Linked DNA regions of Sus scrofa: region 2 is linked to region 1. A link is a contact called in public HiChIP or PLAC-seq data. All regions are on one chromosome and are shown on one strand. The core of a region is the stretch at or near the end of the contact, and the rest is flanking DNA. Distances in the headings are between cores, read along the strand shown. Region 1 overlaps LOC100621792 (a long non-coding RNA gene). Region 2 has its middle 9.2 kb from the start of IFNGR1.

The links. HiChIP or PLAC-seq counts read pairs in DNA pulled down with a chosen protein or histone mark.
Region 2: an H3K27ac HiChIP or PLAC-seq map of alveolar macrophages shows a contact between it and region 1. The contact joins two enhancer-like sites. A contact is called at or near these places in 1 of 5 promoter capture datasets (fetal liver), 1 of 47 Hi-C or Micro-C datasets (embryonic fibroblasts) and 1 of 2 datasets of contacts at active chromatin or transcription factors (alveolar macrophages).

Annotation. Positions count from the first base shown.
Region 1 is chr1:26,503,362-26,509,734 of Sscrofa11.1, reverse strand. The region is part of intron 1 of LOC100621792 (a long non-coding RNA gene); the gene reads right to left. Among named protein-coding and RNA genes, the nearest start is that of TNFAIP3, 21 kb to the right of the region's middle. Within about 2 kb of position 4,259, at least 5 of the 83 cell types and tissues checked have an H3K27ac peak or open chromatin away from gene starts, as enhancers often do. A contact at or near this core is called in alveolar macrophages, where this site is marked.
Region 2 is chr1:27,024,944-27,030,995 of Sscrofa11.1, reverse strand. No RefSeq gene overlaps it. Among named protein-coding and RNA genes, the nearest start is that of IFNGR1, 9.2 kb to the left of the region's middle. Within about 2 kb of position 1,710, at least 14 of the 83 cell types and tissues checked have an H3K27ac peak or open chromatin away from gene starts, as enhancers often do. A contact at or near this core is called in alveolar macrophages, where this site is marked.

The sequences.
Region 1 (6,373 bases), core at 3,010-5,509:
GGTGCCATCTGCCCCCTCCCAGTCTCTCTCCATCCTGCTTGGGCTGTACCCTGCCACTCCAGTCCAGCTGGCCTTCTTTCAGTTCCTTGAATGCTCTGGACTCCGTTTCACCCCAGGGCCCCCACAAGTCTAATTTCCTCTTCTTAGAATTTCAAACCCACTTCAGCTCCGACTCTCCCTTCGTCCAAGCCAATCAGATCTCATTTTGAATGTCACTTCCCCGAGAGACTTTCTCCCCAATCCTCAGGCCATAAATCTGCTTTAGAACCCCTTCTCAGACGTCCCCCATTTACCCCTCCCTACTTAGCACCATGGTAACTAGTTCTTTCTGTTATGATTTGCTGACAGCCAATCTTTCTCAATGGGCAGGCATTCTGGGGGCAAACACTGTGTCCACTTTTTCTACCAATACAAGCCATCCCTGATGGGTCCCCGTTTCTGTATTTTTACCTGCCTTTGGTCCAAAGGACCAGAAGTAGTAGTAAAGTTTATGGAGTATTTTGATATAAAATATGGACACAATATTGCATTAAATAAATTTAAATTGTTAGCTAAGCTATCTAAATGAATGTGAAGATAAGTGGTCTACTAGGTGTCAAAATAGCTAATCTCCTAAATTAAGACCCTAGAATATAAAAACATACAAGAAGCTTCTACCCAAAGGGCCACCTTCCAGTCTTTGCCAGGGTATGCCACTGCAAAAGCAATCTTCTTTAAATATCACTTTTATCAGAGCTCTTCCCTGCTTAAAATTCTTCTAGGATTCCCAAACAAAGCTGAAGTCCCCTGGTGACTTGCAGTGGCCTCTGTGATGTGACCAAGGCCAATTTTTTTTCTGCTTGAATCAGGAAAGTTTTTCCACACTTGCATTAACTTGCTGGGATCACTGCCCACCTCAGTGACTTGGTCCACATGATTTCTCTCTCCTGGCAGGCCCCTGCCCCTCTCCAGAGCCCATCTGACATTGTCCCTGTTTAAGACCTGCTTCCCTAGAGGAGGTCATTTCTTGCCTTGTTAATATGTCCTCCTTTGAATTTGATAGCCTGGAGTTCCCATTGTGGCTCAGTGGGTTAAGAGCCTGACTAGTATCCATGAGGATTCGGGTTCCATCCCTGGCCTCACTCAGTGGGTTAAGGACCTGGCATTGCCGTGAGCTGTGGCGTTGGTCGCAGGTGCAGCTCAGATCCAGTGTTGCTGTGGCTGTGGTGTAGGCCAGCAGCTGTAGCTCCGATTAGACCTCTAGCCTGGGAACTTTCATATGCTGTGGGTGTGGCCCTAAAAAGAAAAAAAAAAAAAAATTAAAGAATTTGATAGCCTTTGTTCATAGGAACCACAAAACAGTACCTAACTGAATACTGTCCTGGACTCCTCAATATAGATTTTTGGGAGTTAAAACACATACAATAATAATCTCTAATAGACACTAATGAATTCCTCATTTAACCAAAGGGAACCTAAAATAACCTAAATTACTTTGTATTCCCCAGACTAGGATGTTGGTCTGGTTTTCTTTTTACTGGATGTCCAAACACCTGTGAGATCATTTGCCTCAAGAATTTCTTTTCAAAATAGAAAATTTTTAGAAAATGTATTTTAGAAATCTTTTTTTCTGTTGTTTTTCTTTTCTAGTCTTCATGTAAGCAAACATTAGTTAATGGGGTATTTGGAAGTCGAATTATGAACAATCTTTCTAGAACACAAAATCAAAACTTTACTGCCATAAGGATCTGTCCCCAGCCACTTACTAAAGGTCATATGGTGTTTATGAGACCAGACTGAGGCTAGGAATTCCTGGTATTCCATGTATTTTTACAACTGACTGCACCCTCATAATATATTAAGAAATTGCTACATAGCATGTTTAAAGAAATTCAGGACTTTTTCTATGACTCTCATTTAACTAAACCACTCTTTCCAATGATTTTCTTGGCTGTATATTCCATAGAAATTAGGCAGGCTCTGCCCTTTAACCACTGAAGGAATACTTCTTATAAAACTGAAATCCAGGAGTTCTCAGCATGGCTCAGTAGTTAACGAACCCGACTAGTATCCATGAGGATGCGGGTTCAATCCCTGGGCTCGCTCAGTGGGTTAGGGATCCTGCGTTGCCATGATCTGTGCTGTGGGCCACAGACATGGCTCACATCCCAAGTTGCTGTGGCTGTGACATAGGCTGGCAGCTGTCGCCCTGATTGGACCCCTATCCTGGGAACCTCCATATGCTGTGGGTGTAGCCCTAAAAAGACAAAAAGACAAAAACACACACACATAAAAAAAAAAAAAAAAAAAAAAAAAAAAAAAAAAAAAAAAAAAAAACCTGAAATCGATGCCATTACAAAATCTCTATGTATTAAATCAATAAAAAAGAATATGAAGGCATTCCCTGGTGGTTCAGTGGGTTAAGGATCCAGCGTTGTCACTGCTATGGCTCTGGTTACTGCTGGTTCGATCCCTGGCCCAGGAACTTCTGCATGACACAGGCATGGCCAAAAAAAAGAAAACTGAAAGTAAATCTCCATCACAAATGCCAGTTATATTTGAAGTGCTTATATTCATGATTACCATTGCCTTAATAAAAACGTTATCATTATATATTATTTCCTATTAATAAAATATTAATTTTATGCAGAGCTAGAATTCAGGACAGACCTATTACTCTATTAGAAATCAGGCACAGAATCTATTGGAACTATACAGTCACTAATCAGCTAGAAAGGTTTCTTCGAGAATTCAGAAAATTTGAAATTGTTTTGCTTTACTGGGAAAGCTGACACTGGGTCACGGTCAAAGCTTATAAACACAGAATTTTATAGCCATGAAGATACGCAGTCCATGTATCCTTCTTTATCCTTGGAGAAAAGGTAACAAGAGTTTTAGTTTCAGTGTTCTCACAAATTAAAAACAAACAAATAAAACAAAATGCAGAAATGGCAATTCTGGAACATCCAGGAAATCTGATCTCATTGGTGAGGAAGCTACCAAATATGGGCACACATAGTGAGATAATTTTCCAGGGCAAATTCTCTGAGGTATTTAGAGATGGGAATACCCTTATTAAAAGTCCTTTCCCAAATTCAATATAAAAAGAGCTGCTTAATCATTAGACTATAACTGATGGGAAAACAACGGTCACGATGTGGGGAATCACCCAAAGTTTTCTATAGACTCATAGGATCCAAGTAATCAGAGGCACTAATTTCAGAAGATCTGCTTCAAGGGACATTTCCTTCTGATCCACAATGGACATCTTTCTGTTTCATATTGCCTGTGCACAGTCCACATTTGAGGCCAGGGTCATCTCCCACCCAGAAAAGAAGCAAAAATATTGTGTGCCACCCCCACCCACTCTGACAATGAATCTACATCAAAATACAGAATAGTCTGGGAGTTCCCGTTGTGGCTCAGCCATTAAGAACCCACCTAGTGCCCATGAGGATGTAGGTTCAATCTCTGGCCTCACTCTGTGGGTTGAGGATCCGGCACTGCTGCGAGCTGTGGTGTAGGTTGCAGACGGGGCTTGGCTCCCGCGTTGCTGTGGCTGGGGCATAGGCTGGAAGCTGTAGCTCCAATCTACCCCCTAGCCTGGGAACTTCCATATACCGCAGAGGTGGCCCTAAAAAGAAAAAAAACAAAAACAAAAACAAGATACAGAATAGTCTGAACTTGCACTGTCTACCATATGACTACAACAGGACTCTGGCTTGAGTGGTTAGTAAATGTGAACTACAAAGACAGAAAGAATATTTCCATTTCCACATGCATCAGATTTGCTGTCACACCCCAGTGGCCGGAAAGAATTGCAAAAGCCGGGAACCCCATTCGCTCTCTGGGAGAAGACCCCCCCTCCCCACCCACATCGTCCTGCTCTACCAGGCTAATCTTATGCAGAGACCCTAGAGCTCCTGGAGTGAAAATTTCCAGTGTGGTGACGAAGAACAAGGGTGCTGGAACCAGCCTGCACTGCCTCTTAAAGAAAGGGTGGCCTTGGGCCTGTTACCCTCTCTCTGTCTCGGTTTTTAATCTGTTAAAAGGGAATAATAATGGTGCTTACCTTATTATGTGATCGGGAGAATTAAACAGATGGCTGCTTATTAAACACTAGGCTATTACCAACGGCATGGTTATGAGTGCCTGGGTCAGCTATTAATTGTGATTATTAAATGAATGCCAACCACGTCAACACTCTCTTGAGGGTTTCCCTTGCCTGCCTTAAATAGACATCTTCACACGAGCTCTGCATTGACGTCCCCCCCCCACCCCGCCCCACAGAGAACTGTGCTTAGTTCTCGCTTCCTCATTGTGTTTTCCTCAAACTTGGATGGTTGTTTACACCCACAGCGTGATCAGCAAATTCTCTGTCACGTAATCGAAGCTGCCGGGCTCCGAGGCCGGGTCAGGTTTGGCTGGGCTCGTCTTCACACCTTGGGTCAGTCATGGATGCTGATATTGGAATTCCAACCTCCTAATTCCTCTCTGCTGGTATCACTGAAACTTTCTGTGCCCTAGTTCGTTTCTCCACGTCTTCACTATAACCCTGTGAGGTAGGTACTCTTTTTAGCCCCACTTGACATGAGGAAACTGAGACATCAAGATTAAAAGGCCTTCCTGTGTCACCTCACTGAACGTGGCCAGGCTTATGACAGAGGTGGCTCTGGCGCCAAGGCCCTTGCTCTCCCGTCTTAGTTTGCCAACTGCTGTGGTCGGTTTTGATCTCAGACGACCTCAGAGCCCAGGACCATCCTCTTTGCTGAGTTTTTCAGCTCCATCAGAGCAAGGCCCCTGCATTTCTAGAATGACTGGAGACAGGAAACAGTGGCCTAGGAGCTGACCATGTTTTTCACATTCTTAAATGGTTGAAAGCAAATCCAAAGAAAAATAGTACTTTGTGACCTGCGAAAATTATCAGAAATTCACGTGTCAGTCTCCATAATAAAGGTTATTGGAACAGGGCCGCATTTTTATTTCATGACATATTGTCCATGGTTGCTTTCACACTTCCTTGGCCAAACTAGGTACCTGTGACAGAGATCTTGTAGACCACAGAGCCAAAAATATGTACCATCTGGCCACCCCTATTCTAGACCTTGGCTACTCACTGGGTGGTTCAGGGACCAATGACAACACCATCCCTGGGAAGCACATTAGAAAAGCAGTCTTGGGCCCCATTCGAATCTGAACCAGAATCTGCATTTACCCCAGTAAGTCAGCTGCACTTGGAAGTTGGAGCAGTGCTAGTCCAGGAAAAGGAACACATCAGAGAGGTTTGAGGAAAGATAGCGGAGTCCGAGCCTAACATTCCTGCTCCAACATTTCCTGTCTATGTAGCCTTAGGTGTTAACATTGAACTTAATCCTCAGTTTTCTCATCTGTAAAGTGGACCCAATACCATCTACCTTTAGGAATTATGTAGGGAAATAGAGTTACACTCCATAGTGGACTAATCCCAGTGGCAGTCACACAGCAAATATTTAATTGAAACTGAATGGGAAGAAGAAAAAAAAAAAAAAGGAGAGCCCATTGTGGTTCAGTGTTGGCAACTGGAGGGAGGGCCTTTGGGAGGCGATTAGGTCATAAGGGAAGAGCCCTCATGGATGAGATTAGTGCACGTATAAACGATGCCAGAGGAGTTCCCATCGTGGTCCAGCGGACACAAATCCAACTAGGAACCATGAGGTTGCGGGTTCGATCCCTGGCCTTGATCAGTAGATTAAGGATCCGGCACTGCCGTGAGCTGTGGTGTAGATCACAGATGTGGCTCGGATCTGGTGCTGCTGTGGCTCTGACGTAATCCAGCAGCTGTAGCTCCAATTCGACCCCTAGCCTGGGAACCTCCATATGCCACAGGTGCGGCCCTAAAAAGCAAAATAAATAAATAAGTAAATAAATACACACATAAATAAATAATGCCAGAGAGATCCCTTGTCCCCTGTCCCATGTGAGGACATGGTGAAAAGACAGCCATCTATGAACCAGGAAGAGGGTCTGCATCAGACACTGAATCTGCCAGCACTTTTATCTTAGACTTCTCTGCCTCTGAAACTACGAGAAAAAAAATTCTGTTGTTCATAAGCTACCATCTTCGGCATTTTTGTTATTGCAGCCCAAAGAGGCTAAGACAGTGTATTTGATCAAAAGTGAAGACCTAATGACAATGTAAAACTATCACAGAATGAGTAGGAATTGCCTGCCTACTCCTTACGCTTCTCTTTTCCTCCACCTGGGCCCTTGATCACCACCTGCAGGTTCAGCCCCACCCTAAGTTCTGGGATAACTATGTCCTTGGTCAGTGTTCAGGTGACTCAACACAGGTCACCTCCACTCAGAGACCTGCTGGCACCCAGTATCCCACATTCAGAGACTGAGTGCTTATCTT
Region 2 (6,052 bases), core at 461-2,960, 520 kb before region 1:
ACACAGCAAAGCCTCTGAAGCTGGTCTTGGATTTACCATCACTGAGTAACCCTTGCAATCTCGGGCCAGTTACTATTCTTTGTGCCTTGGTCTCATTATCTACAAAGTGGAGGTAGGATAATGTGTACCACATAGGATCATTCTGAAGGTTAAATCAGATAGTGGTGAACAGAGCTTAGCCCCATGCCCGATGGTCAGTAAATAAATGTTAGCTGTCTATTATTATTTGCTAGATAATAACATATCAAAACTGTTGTGTTGGGGACGCAACAGTGATTTAAATAAGAATAAGCTATAATTCCTTTTCTGAAGGAACTTATTTTATGAGACAGAGAGTTGTAAATTAAAAATAGCATCATAGCTTTGTTTGTCCTGTCATAGAAGGTTGTGAGAGTGCTTGTGAGAACACAGCAGGGAGTTGTCAGTTCTACTGGAAGTGGTGGAGAATAACCAGGAAATTCTTTATAAGAAGTGATCTTTGACTTAAATCTTGAGCTCAGTTTTCACTCTCACCTTAGTCTCCTAGCAACCACCAAATAGTGGTGAAAATAAAAGAGAAATTTTTAAACAGTACTTATTTTCCTAAAGAGTACCAAGAAATGACTATCTTTGACCAAAAAAGTGCTTGCTACCATTGATTTCCATGATACAAGTACCAAATCTGTAAGGACTTCCAGCTTGCATTTCTTCTGTGTTAGCTCCTGGGCTGACAGACCCACAACCTCTATACCTCTGTCACACCCATTCCTTAGTCATTCTTGTCAGATTTCAGAACACTGACAGCTGGGGAGAAGGCCATAAGAAGAACTTGCTTTTTAAAAAATTTTTTTATCAAGGTATAATTGACATATAACATTTTATTAGTGTTGCATATACCACATAATGTTTCTATATTTGTATATATTGCAAAGTGACCACCACAGTAAGTCTAGTTAACAACTATAACCCTACATAATTATACATTTTTTCCTTGTGATAAGAACTTTTATGATACACTCGCAAACATACGACCCAGTATTATTAACTAGAATCAGAATCAGCACGTTGTAGATTACACCCTCATGACTTATCTATTTTATAGCTGCAAGCTTGTACCTTCTGACCTCCTTCACCCCTTCACTCATTTTGCCCACCCCACCCTCTGCCTCTGGCAGCACTTTAATTTGTTCTTTGGATCGATGAATGATGAATGAGTTCGGTTATTAAGATCAAGATATGATGAAGTCGACACCATCCCTCAGGCCAGAAGAGGGTGGAATGATGTCATCATGATCTAAGTGAAGAGATTAGCATAATTTAACAAAACTGCATCAAAAGAGGAGGAACAGTTAAGATGGAAACACAGAAAAAACATGGAGTTTAAGGAGACAGAACTGTTTGGCGTGCTCCCAGCAGAGTCCCAGGGAGAGGAAGCATTTCCTGATTCTGCTATGTGTCTAGTCCCTTGGCCAGAGAATACTGCGGTTAATTGAGTGTGTGGCAAACTCCACAGCCGAGGCCCAGATCCCAGCCCCATTATGTAGTAACTCTGTAAACGTTTGTAGGTTATTCTATCTCCGTGTGTCTCACTTTCCTCCTCTGAAATGTGGCTAATGGTCATACTTACCTAAGTAGGGCAGATTTCAGAATTGGGTAAATGTGTGTAAGGGTGTTTGTGCAATGCCTGGCATGGAGAGAGTCCTGGGGAAATTTGAGTCACTGTTTCTCTTTGCTCCGCAATATCTGGTCACGATGTTGTCATCTCTCCTCTGGCCCCCAATCCTGGCACACTGTCTACACAAGCCCACTCTATTTTGACATTTCTGACGTTAACGTCATTTATTTAGAAAGGATGAAGCTGAGCCGCTGGTGTTGGTGGTAGGTGTGATGGAAGAAATTTTCATATCTTGATGGAAGTTATTCTGGCTTAGACATGATTTGGCTTGAATTTTATGCTGACTAGAAGAACAACCAGTCTTACAGCCTATCACACATGCATTGTACATCTGCTTTAACCATTACAGACAAGAATGGATTTAAAAATAAAAAATGGAGTAAGTGGGAGTTCCCATTGTGGCTCAGTGGTTAACAAATCTGACTGGGGACTGTGAGGTTGCAGGTTCGATCCCTGGCCTTGCTCTGTGGGTTAAGGATACAGCGTTGCCATGAGCTGTGGTGTAGGTCGCAGATGCGGCTCAGATCCCGTGTTGTTGTGGCTGTGGCGTAGGCCAGTGGCTGTAGCTCTGATTTGACCCCTAGCCTGGGAACCTCCATATGCTGCGGGTACGGCCCTAGAAAAGGCAAAAAGACAAAAAAAAAAAAAAAAAAAGAGTAAGTGCAGTTCAGGCATCCAAAATGGAGTTGGGTGGCTGTTGTGGATGTGGTTTCAGACACCTTCCTGCATCACTGAGAACTTGAATTTTCTGACCTCTATCAAACTCAAAGACACCACCAGGGTCTCTCAAAACAATATCTGCTAGCAGTTGCCAGCTGCAACCTTATGATTTCAGAGTAACTGTAACCATTTTGGACCCCAACCAATCCTTATGCAACAAGAAGCCTTATTTCTTGCCAGATCCAATTGTAATTTTGTAGCGTTTTGACTTTAGAAGCCTCCCCTGCTTTGTAGTCAGGTGGAAGATGATTCTGGTGCTTCTTGAATCTGTGTCTCTTGGGCTGTGTACTCCTCAGTTTGGCTCAAATAAAACTCTTTTCTATTTCTATTACAGAGTGTTTATTATTTCTATTAGCAGGTGAAAACTCACTGCTACTCTTCAGATTGCGTGATCAACAAGCCAAGGATGGTCACAGAATATTGGGGACTTGCTGTCTGTCATGAAATGTTCAGGATCCTTATACAGGTGCTGAGCCATATCCTCTGATTTTTTTTTTTTCTTTTTTGGCCTCCCTGCAGCATATGGACTTCCCAGGCCAGGGATCAGATCCAAGCCACAGTTGCAACCTAAGCCTCAGCTGCAGCAACACCAGATCCTTAACCCACTGTGCCAGGCCAAATTGGCATCTGAGCACTCCCAAGACACCACCAATCCTGTTGCACCACAGCAGGAACTCACATCCTCTGATTTAAATGGGACTGGGAACTTCTTGAAAGGACCTTGGACCTGGCATGCAACTGAGACTCAGGAACATAGACTCTGATAATGAAAGACTGCAGGGGGAGAAAAGCAGCAGGCCTCTGAGAGAAATCACCAAAGGAGGAAAGGCTGGCAGATGAACCCATGATAGGCAGCAGGGCTGGACCATCAGCGAGGCCCTAGTTCCATCAGTCGAAAGTCTTTTTTTTTTTTTTTTTTTTTAATCTTTTTGCCATTTCTTGTGCTGCTCCCGTGGCATATGGAGGTTCCCAGGCTAGGGGTCGAATCGGAGCTATAGCCAGCAGCCTATGCCACAGCCACAGCAACTAGGGATCCCAGCAGCATCTGCAACCTACACCACAGCTCACGGCAACGCAGCATCCTTAACCCACTGAGCAAGGGCAGGGATCGAACCCGAAACCTCATGGTTGCTAGTCGGATTCGTTAACCACTGAGCCATGACGAGAACTCCTGAACGTCTTAATAGAACAGTGACTGACCTCCCCCTACAAGAGAAAATTCTCCCAGCAGACAGCCTTCAGACTTGAACTGTGACATTGGCTCCTGGGTCTTCAGCCTGCGGGCCACCCTGCAGATTTTTTTGACCTACTGGCCTCTAGAATCACAGGAGTCAATTCTTTAAAATAAATCTCCCCTAACTTATGCAATCATGCTTGGTGTTTCTCAAGGTTAGTTGGTTATTCATAGACTAGGCTGCTAGCTCTTTCTGACCATGTCTGGACACTGTGGGGATCTGCTCTGAGCATGATGGTTGTCTCTTGCAACCCCCAATTCAACCCTTCCCTGCTACACAGCAGTCATGGCCTTGGGGTAGAAGGCGCCCCACCCCACATTCTAGGAGGCCCCCTACATTAGGCAGGGCAATTTGCTTTACTCAAAGTCCCCCACCTTAAATGTAAGTCTCAGCCAAATACACTCACAGAAACATCCAGAATAATGTTTGACCAAAAATCTCAGCACTGTGGCCCAGCCAAGTGGGCATATAAAATTAACCAGACACTAAAAGTAAAGTTAGAATCTGAACACTTCCTCGGGGTAATACAACCCACTAACTCATAGGTTTTCCCCATTCCCTCAGGTATTAGTTTGTGATATGGGCAGAACTGGGTCTTCCTATTGCAAATTGGGTGTAATTGTCTCCCACCCAGTTGAGGAAGGATGTAGGGACTGGCTTAAAGTCAAATTCCCTTCAGAAGCAGTCCTGAGAGAGTAAGAAAAGGCCTGACTTCCTTTAGCTGCACAGTTGAACTTGGGCCTAACTACTTCTGAGAAGCAAAACATGCAGAAAAAGGCAAATTAGTAGAACTGGCTTTAGGAAGAGGACTGTTGGTGTCCAGGACAGTTTTTGAATCCATTCTGGGCATGGGACCTCAGGAAAACTGGAAATCTGAGACAGAGGAGAAATTTGGGAGGTGAATGATATTCTGATCATGCCTGCCAGGACCTGGGCCCCATTTCTGAGTGGGTAAGAATGAAGGCAATCTCCCCCAATCCTTAAAGTTTTCAGCAGTATAATAATTTCATTATAAAAAGGTTAACATGATGAGTATATTACACTTATTATTATTTTTTATTCTTTAAGGTGCGTACATGAAAATACAGAAATAAAAATCTTTGGTTGGTAAGAATTATCATTTTCTCTGTCAAAAAAAAAAAAATTGAGGTTTTTTAATTAGAACCTAGAAGTTTGTGTAACTACAGCGAGGAGTTTCCTTTTTAGAAGGTGTTACATTCTAATCCTTACTTCATTATCACTTCAAATGATTTTTTTTTTTCTTCCAACTCTGTGGTTGAGAGGTTGTGTATTAATGTGTCAGCAGTGAGGAGGAGCTGGGGATGTCGTCTGAGTGTCACAACTGTGGTTTGTAATGAGGTCACTCCTGGTACACGTTGCCTTGGTCCAAATGTATGTGAACAAACACATCTCTTTTACACGGAAGAGTTTGGAACAACAACAGCAAAATGGATTGGGCGTGGAATCTTTTTTTCAAAGATGAAGATTCAGATTAAACATCTGTAAAAGCCCGTGTGGTTTGGAGGTTAGGAAATGAGAAAGAGTAAAACGTGTGAGGGTGTTAAACAAGGTCAAAATTCATTTCACCTCTTTCTCTACACCTTTTTATACTTCTTTAATGTGGATGTTAGAGAATTTTATTTTATTTGGTCTTTTCTAGGGCCGCTCCCACGGCATGTGGGGGTTCCCAGGCTAGAGGTCTAATCGGAGCTGTAGCCACCGGCCTACGCCAGAGCCACAGCAACGCGGGATCCGAGCCGCGTCTGCAACCTACACCACAGCTCACGGCAACGCCGGACCATTAACCCACTGAGCAAGGGCAGGGACCGAACCCACAACCTCATGGTTCCTAGCCGGATTCGTTAACCACTGCGCCACGATGGGAACTCCCAATATTAGAGAATTTTAAATCACATATGTGACTTGCATGAAAATCTACCGAGCTAGGAAATGATGTCCTTCATTTCTGCCTTTTTCTCCACACATCTGTGGTTACCATGTTGGTCTCGGGCTCTCTTACTCACTGCAACAGCCTGCCTGCCACCTGCCACCATTCTTCCTCCCATTCTTGCTGGTCAAATCTTCCTCAATCCGTGTGTCACAGAAAGACTGACAGTGGTCTTTCTGCCTGGCCTTCCTTGGAATCACTCTGAGGCTCTTGAGGAAATTTTATATTGTTTTAGTCCCCCAAATAGAATCTGTTGGAAGGATACTGGGGTGCCTGGGGATTTGGGCGTAGGTCCAGAGACAGCCTTGGGAAAGGAAGCAGGGACAAAGCCCCATGAGCTACACAGGACAACCATTTCCACAGTTTTCACATGGTTAAAGGGCCACTGAGCCCTTCTGTTAACCTAAAAGCCTGTTTCCCCTGTAGGTAGAAAATGACCCCTGCACCGGTCTGATTCTAAAGTGCAGATGTCTAGCTCAGGGCCATGGTCTGGTA